Linked DNA regions of Danio rerio: region 1 is linked to region 2. A link is a contact called in public HiChIP or PLAC-seq data. All regions are on one chromosome and are shown on one strand. The core of a region is the stretch at or near the end of the contact, and the rest is flanking DNA. Distances in the headings are between cores, read along the strand shown. Region 1 holds the start of zdhhc23b (zDHHC palmitoyltransferase 23b). Region 2 holds the start of kpna1 (karyopherin alpha 1 (importin alpha 5)).

The links. HiChIP or PLAC-seq counts read pairs in DNA pulled down with a chosen protein or histone mark.
Region 1: a contact with region 2 is called in an H3K4me3 HiChIP or PLAC-seq map of embryo, with 2.2 times the contacts expected there. The contact joins the promoter of zdhhc23b here to the promoter of kpna1 in region 2. A contact is called at or near these places in 1 of 18 Hi-C or Micro-C datasets (caudal fin) and 1 of 4 datasets of contacts at active chromatin or transcription factors (embryo).

What each region holds. Positions count from the first base shown.
Region 1 is chr24:25,010,460-25,014,931 of GRCz12tu, reverse strand. zdhhc23b (zDHHC palmitoyltransferase 23b) reads left to right here and starts at 3,060. Exons shown (of 5, transcript NM_001003757.2): 1 at 3,060-3,328; 2 at 3,988-4,161. The coding sequence starts at 4,025. It overlaps gramd1c (GRAM domain containing 1c), which reads left to right. Exons shown (of 18, transcript XM_073940662.1): 18 at 662-1,689. The coding sequence ends at 730.
Region 2 is chr24:24,834,784-24,839,530 of GRCz12tu, reverse strand. It overlaps kpna1 (karyopherin alpha 1 (importin alpha 5)), which reads left to right and starts at 2,592. Exons shown (of 14, transcript XM_696267.10): 1 at 2,592-2,926. The coding sequence starts at 2,764.

The sequences.
Region 1 (4,472 bases), core at 1,811-4,310, 170 kb before region 2:
TAAACCCTACAGATGGTTGTGTGTAACAATTACAGTACATCAGCAGTTTCTGCAATACACAGTCCAGCCTGTCTGGCACCAACAACCATGCCACATATAAAGTCACTTAAATCACCTTTCTTCGCCATTCTGATGCTCAGTTTGAGCTGCAGCAGACTGTCTTGACCATGTCTACATGCCTTAATGCATGATTAGAGTTTTGCATTAACGAAGAGTCGGACTGGTGTACCTAATAAAGTGGCCTGTGGCTGTATAATGCACTTTAAGTTGTGTGGGATATTGACAAGAATAAATTCACTCTGATACAAGATAAACCTAATTATTTAAAAAAATAATTGGGTAAATAAGGTAAATTGAGTAAATAAATGGAATTAGGTGAATTAAAAATAATGTAAGAAGTAATCAAATAGTTGTCAGAATGCATTACCTAAATCTATTACATGTGCAAACTACAGTTTTTAACATTTCACATTCATAATACCCTACAGTTTAGAAGTAATCTGCCTAGCACTGGTTGGATGTTCTTTCCTGTTTAACTAATTCTTGACCAATTATTTGTTTTATATTTGTTTTGCCAGTTTAAAGAGGCCTAATGCATAAATTCTTTTGGAGAAGAGGTCTCTTATGTGCAAATTGTTTTTTTTTTTGTGCTCTTCCACAGCTCCGCAGTTCACTACTAGTGCTTCAGCAGAACTTTCAGGTGTACAACAGAACCTCCTCTCCACTGTAAATGGTTTTGAGTTTGGTGACCCGACAGCACAAGGGTATTCATCCCATAAGACCTGCCCGCTTCTGAGGACTGTTGCCATAGGGGCACTGCCACCCCAGGGCAGAATCGTAGCTTGGTTCATCGTCTCTTAGGCCAGGTTTGTTGCCGTTGGACGTTTTTTTATTTTGAAGCTTGATTTCGTCCCAGAGGAGATGTTCACATTTAAAGACTGAAGATGAAAGAGAATTTGTGAACTTAAAGCTGAAGGAGAAGAGTGGCTGTCTTTTTCTCGTTCTTCACAGTTGATGTTGCTGCAGTGAAAGCAACAGTGATGTAGCAGGTTGCGAAACACAATAATCTCTGGGATGCTGAACTACAACCAAGCCAGATAAAACAAAAGAAACCAAAAAAAGTCTTGGACTTAAGGGGTTTGGTGTGGCTGCAAAGGGTATCTGATGATTGAGCTGGCAATGCAGGCCCGTTGCCTTTGGTTCATGTTAAAGGTCTGCCTAACATTTGCTCTTGTGGTCTTTTTTTTCTTGATTTAGACCGTTGTTGTCTTAAGATACATCTAAGAATTTATTAAAGCAGGGATCAACACTGACAAATGATTGTGAAATTTGTATATTTGTAGATTTTTGGATACACATCCGGTTTTTAATATTGTGTAAAGGTACAGCTTTATGTGGAGAAGATAAAGAACTGGAGGTTTAATGTAAATGGAGTGGTGATGCTTTATGTACCTAGAAATGGTTTACACCTTTTGGTTGTTGAGCTTTTAGATACTATATTGTAACTACTGTGAAATAAACTTGTGAATTCTGTACAATGGACAAAGTAAACGTTAATTTATTAAAAGACGATGTGTAATTTTCAAGCATTTATATATGCTTTTTGTTTTGGATTATTGGCCCGTTTTCATCAGAATTTTTAAAAAATTTCTTCTGAAACTATTTATAAATAAAAATCTCATCACATTACAATGTTTAAGTTGTGATCATTTTTAATTTACAGTAGCCAACATTTGATCAAAAAGGTTTATTAAAATTGTCGTGAGACCAGAATGGACTTCCATAGGGTTATTCGATATGTTAAGGACAACTTTGATGAAAGGTTGTGATCCTGTTTTAATGTTGACTACTGTATACACAGCTATGGAAGAAATGAGAGCACTTCTCTGTTTGTCTTGGTTTATTAGGCTTTACTTTATAATGTAGGTCTCATGACATTTCTTCCAAATTTCAAATAAACTATTGAGAAAATGAAAAGTGGTCAAAACGAATATTTTAATTTTGCTATTTAAAATCAGGATTACTCTCCTGAAGTTAAAACCGTGGTATTGTGCTGTCTAAAAATGAATAAGAACGCATCTGAAAACAATTTTTTTGTATTTTAGGTCGAATTTTTTTTTTTTTTTTTTTTGTCATTTTATTGTCAAAATGCTGTTTATTTTATTTCCTTGACAGAACCTATAAGTGATGTGCTGTCGCATTCACTGAGGACTGAGCATGCACGTTGAACTACTGCACTGCACATCAGGACTTACTGTACTCTTTAAATTAAATAGCAATCATCCTCCTAAAAAAAAAGCTTATTTTTCTGATCATACAGAGAACTTGGTAGGTAAAACTGTTTTTCCAGTAAACAGAGAAATGTAATAATAATAAATCCAATATATCATTATTTATTTATGAAAACCTCTTCAAAGAAAGTATGTTTATGATCTCTACTACACATACCAAATTTAGGTACAGATTCAGTTTTCCACCTCAAAATCATCCTTTTGGCAATTACCATACCAAATAACATGGCTTGTCTTTATATTTATTAAACATCTCTAAGTTACTAAATATCGCAACAACAGCTAGAAGTGGACATGGTTTAAAAAACTTTAGAAAAACACATCAAATATATTTTCAATTACAAATTCTTGTAATTTAGGACACGACCGTATTAAGTGGGTTAGGGACCCTTTTGTTGTTTTACACCTAATACAGAGTGGAGATATCTGAGGAAACGTCTGCAGTTTCTCCTTAGATAAGTATAGCTTATGCAGGGTTTTAGATTGAACATTAATTAAGCATGCATGTATATTTTATACTAATTGTTAAACGTATTAAAACGTACGTGTAGACACTCTGTAGCCTCAGACTGTGTAAAAACAACCTAAAACAAAAAAAAAATTCGTCATTCAGTAAAACCTATATGAATGTATGCATGCATGCATGAATGAATGAATGAATGAATGAATGGAAAAACCCCCACTTGTTACAACGAGAGGTAATGAAATGGTTAGTTTTCACTGACGTCAGGAAGACCAGGACAAAGCGCGTTTCCATTCGACAATTCAGACACACAGCGGCGTACTGCTGCTGCTGTGTTTATGTCACGCTACTTCCTGGTGCTTTTCGAAGTAAACTTCATACATTTGGACTAGTTTACTTGCTATAGTTTTTTTCAGCCACTCTTCGATTCTGTGAAATGAATGATTAAGTTCCTATGGGGAAGAAGGCTAAAAGACTAGAAGGTTCCGAAATCCAACCTGAGGCAGCTGGCGAGCATGTTTACAGTACTAGAAAGGAAGTTCATCTCCTGCAATATGAATGTGTTGTGAGTGCTGTAAGTACAAGATCTATGCTCTCAGCCTTACGAGAATTTCCCAATCAGTCCATTTGCCTATTATCGTACTTCTTCTGTTATCTGACGTGTTCTGGATGGTCAGTCTGTCTTTTTTCACTTTCCTGCCTTCTATCTGATGAGTAGTTTGTAGGTACAAACCTGGTACAAACGTGTTAAAAAGCGTAACTTACGTCCTATTTAAGTTTACAGCCAGAAGGATTTCTTTCTCTTTGTAACGTCAGTTCTTTAATCTAGCGTTTCCCTACTTTTATATTGCTTTCTGTAGTTTTACCTTTCTGTAGTCTTAGTTTTTGTTTAATTACATATTATTCTTCGTTTATTATTTAAAATGTTAGTGCTGTCAACAAGTTTTGAAATTTTTTATGTTAATTGCACTCATTATTTTTTTAAAACTTAATTAAAAAATGTCTTTATCATAATCTTATTACTTTACATTAGACAAGACTCCAGTCTTTAATTCGAAGAGAATATTGTATTAGGAAATTTCCTATAAAGATGATTAATTCATATCATTTTAGGATTTGCCAGATTAATGACCACAGAATATACAGTGTCTGTCTGCCCATTAGTCGGTCTCTGCCATACAGTACTAATATACTGAGACATGCATCTGAACTGTAAACTTGTTTCTCTTACAGGAATGCGGTCTCTTTGTTTTATGAGTTGATGTCCATCATGAAGAAGAGATCTAGTCGAGCAGCAGATCCGGATGAACTTCTGTGCTGTTGTGAGTACATTGACCGTCATGGCAGTCGCAGTCACATGGTGGCATGTTGCTGTGACTGTGAGGATTTGGATGAGGCTTGTGACAGGTGAGTGAAAAAAATCTAACTGTGGGTTAAAGTATTTATATTTACATGAAATAAAATGGCAAATGGTCATCATTTGCTCACATGTCGTTCAAAATCCATATCACTTTCATGGCTGCACCTAAATAGTGGAATGTGCTGCCTTTGTATATTAGACAAGCCTCTTCAATTACCGGTTTTGAATATCTTTTTAAAACCTACTTGTTTAATTTGCCGTTAGAACATTTTATGTTTATTTATTTGTATTTATTTTCTGACTGATTTAGTTTGACAAGTGTAATAACAATAAAATAAATCAAAACAAAACCACAGAT
Region 2 (4,747 bases), core at 1,343-3,842:
GTTTATAACTTTGTGGTAAATTATTATGGTATGCTTTTATATTTTAGATGTAAGGTAGACATATAACTTTTAATAAATACTCTATACTTTTTTCCCTGATGAAACTCATACAGACGTTTATGTGTGGTTTGTCTGACAGCAGGTGTGATATTTAATATTTGAATATACACTGTAAATCCCAACTGTCAACGAGTGTTGAATGAGTTCATTAAATACCTCATTACTTTAACTTAAATGGAGTAAGTTCATAGTATTCATATAGATCAGTTTTTTAAATGAAATGGTTTGTTGCAATCGGTTTCTTCAAATTGTTTGAGTTCCCTTAACTTATTGGGTTTTACAGTGTGTGTGTGTGTGTGTGTGTGTGTGTGTGTGTGTGTGTGTGTGTGTGTGTGTGTATACATAAACTATATATATATATATATATATATATATATATATATATATATATATATAATTCTGACTTCAACTGTATATATTTTAAACTCTTTATTTTCATTGAAAAAAAAAATACATACACACAGTACCGCCTATATCCGTACAAGAAAGAGATGATCCATATCAAAAATCTCTTGGAAAGACTTTCACAGTGAATTTGGCTCACAACAAAAAGGAACTCAAAACCCTACATCCCACCCATCTAACATTGATCAAAATGTTTGTAGAAAGTTAGCAAAAAATAAAATAAAAGTCATGCATGAATAACATTTACAATCATATTATGGAACTGGCTAGGACAAAAAAATAAATACAATTGAAGCAATAGGTGTACATAGACAATTAGACCAAAAGATACATTCATTCATTTTCTTTTTGGCTTAGTCCCTATATTAATCAGGGGTCCCCACAACAGAATGAACCGCCAACTTTTCCAGCACATGTTTTAGGCAGCGGAGCACCAGGAGGAAACCCGCGCGAACACGGGGAGAACATGCAAACTCCACACAGAAAAGCCAACTGGCCTAGCTGGGGCTGGAACCAGCGACCTTTTTGCTGTGAGGCGATTACCAAAAGATAAATTCTAAAATAATTATAAGATAATTATAAAGTAAATAATGAAATTAAATAAACAAATAAATTACCATACAACAGTCTTGTAAAAGTCTATATCAGTTCAGTCTATCTAAAAAAATATTATGAATGGTTCCCAAATCTTGTTACAACTGGACAATCTGTCATTTAGTGTGAATCTCTGTTCTCCTAAGTGTAACATATTTCCAAGCTTTCTAGCCCACATTTCAAAGGTGGGGACAGTTTCAGATTTTCACATTTGTAAAATGAGTTTTTTTAAATAATATTATCTTCGTATATTACCTTTTTTATGTAAGACTTAAAAGGAGAAAAACACTGAAAGCATCATATGGTGCGGATGAAAAGATTAAATGTTGCCAGATTTTGATGGAAAAACATGCCTACAAAAACACTTATACAAAAATACAAAAACAACATTCAAAGTGACTCAATAAAAACAAAAAGAGAGTAATAAACCAACATTGTTAAATAATTTTACAAAAGGAGTGATTATGTAAGAATAAAGGAAAAGTGATATGATGATAATACATGAACAAAAGGATTTACTGTATTTATAAATTACTGTTCACATATATTTCTTTATACAAATAATAAAAATACATATGTGTATATGATGGAGGCGCAGTGGGTAGCGATGTCACCTCACAGCAAGAAGGTTCGAGGTCAGTTGGCATTTCTGTGTTGGCATATTGCTGCGTAAGTTGGCAGTTTATTCTGCTGTGGTGACCCTGATTAAGAAAGAGACTAAGCTGAAAAGAAAACGAATGAATGTGTATATGATAACAATTCATTCAGCCATGGCACATTGGCTGAGGCTAGCATGGTTGCCTCACCACAAGAAGGTTGCTTGTTTGAGTTGCTATTTCTGTGTGGCTATTTCTGTGTTTGCTCGAGTTTTCCCCAGGTGCTCCGGTTTCCCCCACAGTCCAAAGATGTAGGTGAAGTTATAGGCAAACTGAATCAACTAAATTGGCTAAATGTGTGTGAATGGGAGAGTCTGTGGTTGTTTCCCAGCATTGAGTGTTGTACTTTCAGTGCTAAGTTGCAGCTGGAAAGGCATACAGCCATCCACTGTGTAAAACAACTGAGTAAACAAATAAGTAAGATGAGATGTAGATATTCAATTTAAATTATATATGATTGGCCTATACAAAATAAATAGATAAAAATGACGTTCATATGAATAAATAAATGTACTTAATAATAATAATAAAATATTATTATTATTTTCATTCATTTATCCATTCATTTTCTTTCTGGCTTAAAAAAAAACATACTCACACTCATTCACACACACACACACTCATACACTGCGGACAACTTAACCTACCAAATTCACCTGTACCGCATGTCTTTGGACTGTGGAGGAAACTGGAGCACCTAGAGGAAACCCACGCAAACGCAGGGAGAACATGCAAACTCCACACAGAAACACCAACTGACCAAGCTGAGGCTTGAACCAGCGACCCAGCAACCTTCTTGCTGTGAGGCGAAAGCAATTATTATTATTATTAATAATCATAAAAATAATAATAATAATAGATTTATCAGGAGTCACCACAGCGAAATGAACTGCCAATTATTTTGGCATATGCTTTATGATTTGTATGAATGCTACAAAATGAGTTATGTGATATAAAAGGTATCTACATAGATAATTTATTATAAGCTATGTATTTGTTTTTAAATATATGTATATAAGCTTATAATGTTTACTTATAAAGCGCGGAGATGGCAACACTGTTCGTTACACAGAACTGGCAACACCGAGAAGCAGACATGCGCTTCGCACACGATGTCCTCTCACAATGCGCATGTGCAGTGTCACTATACCGGCGGAGGCTGAACGGTTGCAGCTTAAACGACGCAGGGATAAACGAGGCCGTTTTGACAGGTCAGTACGCCAGTGTGGATAACTTGTGTCTGTCTGGTTTTATTCCGTCTACATGATGTCAAATTCAAAAGATTATAATGTTAAAACACAGATAAAAGGCGTTAGTCGGACAACCTTGTTGGCTGGGTTAGCAGATAAGCTAACAGAGGCTGCTGCGCAGATCTGGGAGGGGGAGGCGAGTCCGCTGTTAAGACGATATTACTAACAAACCTGCTCTTCAGTCGATGATCACTAGCTCGTGTGGAGCAAAAATGACATTTTGTTAACTTGAATCGATCGTTTCCGCTTCTGTGATGCGATGATCGGTGAGATTGGTGCGTTTGGCGGCTGTTTTTAGGTGTGGATGGTTTGATGGGTCGATCCTCTTCACTGCGGGCTCTAGCACCACTGCCCAAAACACACTGACAGATCCATGCAGCCTCTGTTTTATATTGTTTTTAGTAGTTTGAGACTAAATGTCACAGGTACACTGGCTAGAGATAAATAAATAATAAATGTTATCGTCCGTGGTGGTTGTTTAGCTCAAGCTTTGCGTTTAATCCTTATCTTTTATGAAATATTTTTATCAAAAATAGTGTCAAAGCATTTAGAAATTTGCCTGACATGTTGAAAACCGTCTGATAAACAAACAAAATAAAATCATAGACTAAATTTATAAATAGAAAAAATATATATAGTTTAGAAAAAAAAAGTCTTAACAAACATTTTTACCATGATTTAAAGAAGACACCAAACTGTTTACATGCCAGAAATCATGTCAGACACATTTAAAGCAGTAGTCTTTTGACGATGTATTAGAAGACTGTATGTAAGGATAACAGTGCAGTCCTAAAATAGAAAACATTGCCACAACTACTACTAATAAATAAGAAACATAAATAGTTTGAAGATATTGGGCCAAAGCACCACTGTTGAACAGGGTAGAAATAGCTAAACCAGTGAATAATAATTAATACATATCACCATACTTCCTCAATATTGTTAATTGTTTTATGATCCATTAGGTGTCTGAAATGTTCAGGTTTCATATTAAAGCAAGGTCCTGTCGAACTCAAAATGGGCTGATGTACTTAAATTTAAACATACAATTTTGAGCACTGGTTAATTTTTGTTTCATATTATTGGCATATGCAAAAGGGATTTTGAATGTCTTATTTTATCACTCTGTTGATAAAGTATGTTTGTCAGATTTCACCATATTAGCATAAAATTTAGAAATAAAAGGTTTTGTGGGCATCTTTCAATGACATAATAAAACCCAATTTAAGGATTACAGTGAAGCAAAAAATAATAATTCATTTACATTTCAAACTTTTTTCTTTCTTTTTTACAGATTTATCAGCAAGACAATTGTAATAATTTAAAATAGAATAATGTTAGTATTAGGGCTGCACAATATATCGTTTCGATCAATATTGCAATGTGATCATTCGCAATAGTCATATCGCAGGATATGCAATGTTGTTGTAGTTTGTATTAAAATGTATCATTTGCACATGTTTTGTTTATGCCTGTGATTGTATAATGTCTTCAAAAGCATTCAGCTATAAGAAATTGCACAATTTGTGACCTTAACTACGATTATTTTTATTGAAGTTTGTTGATTGTATTAATAGATTGTTATGAATAAAAATACTCACAAGTGCATATACAGAAATGCACTGCAAATAGCACAGACCACAACAAAAATGTGTCTGGGTAGGTACCCTAAAAATGTAAAGATTGTTTATTTGATTTTATAGGGATGCAAATAGTAAAAATTAATTCATCATTAATACTCACAACACAGCACATGCAAATACAGAAATTGTTTATACAGAA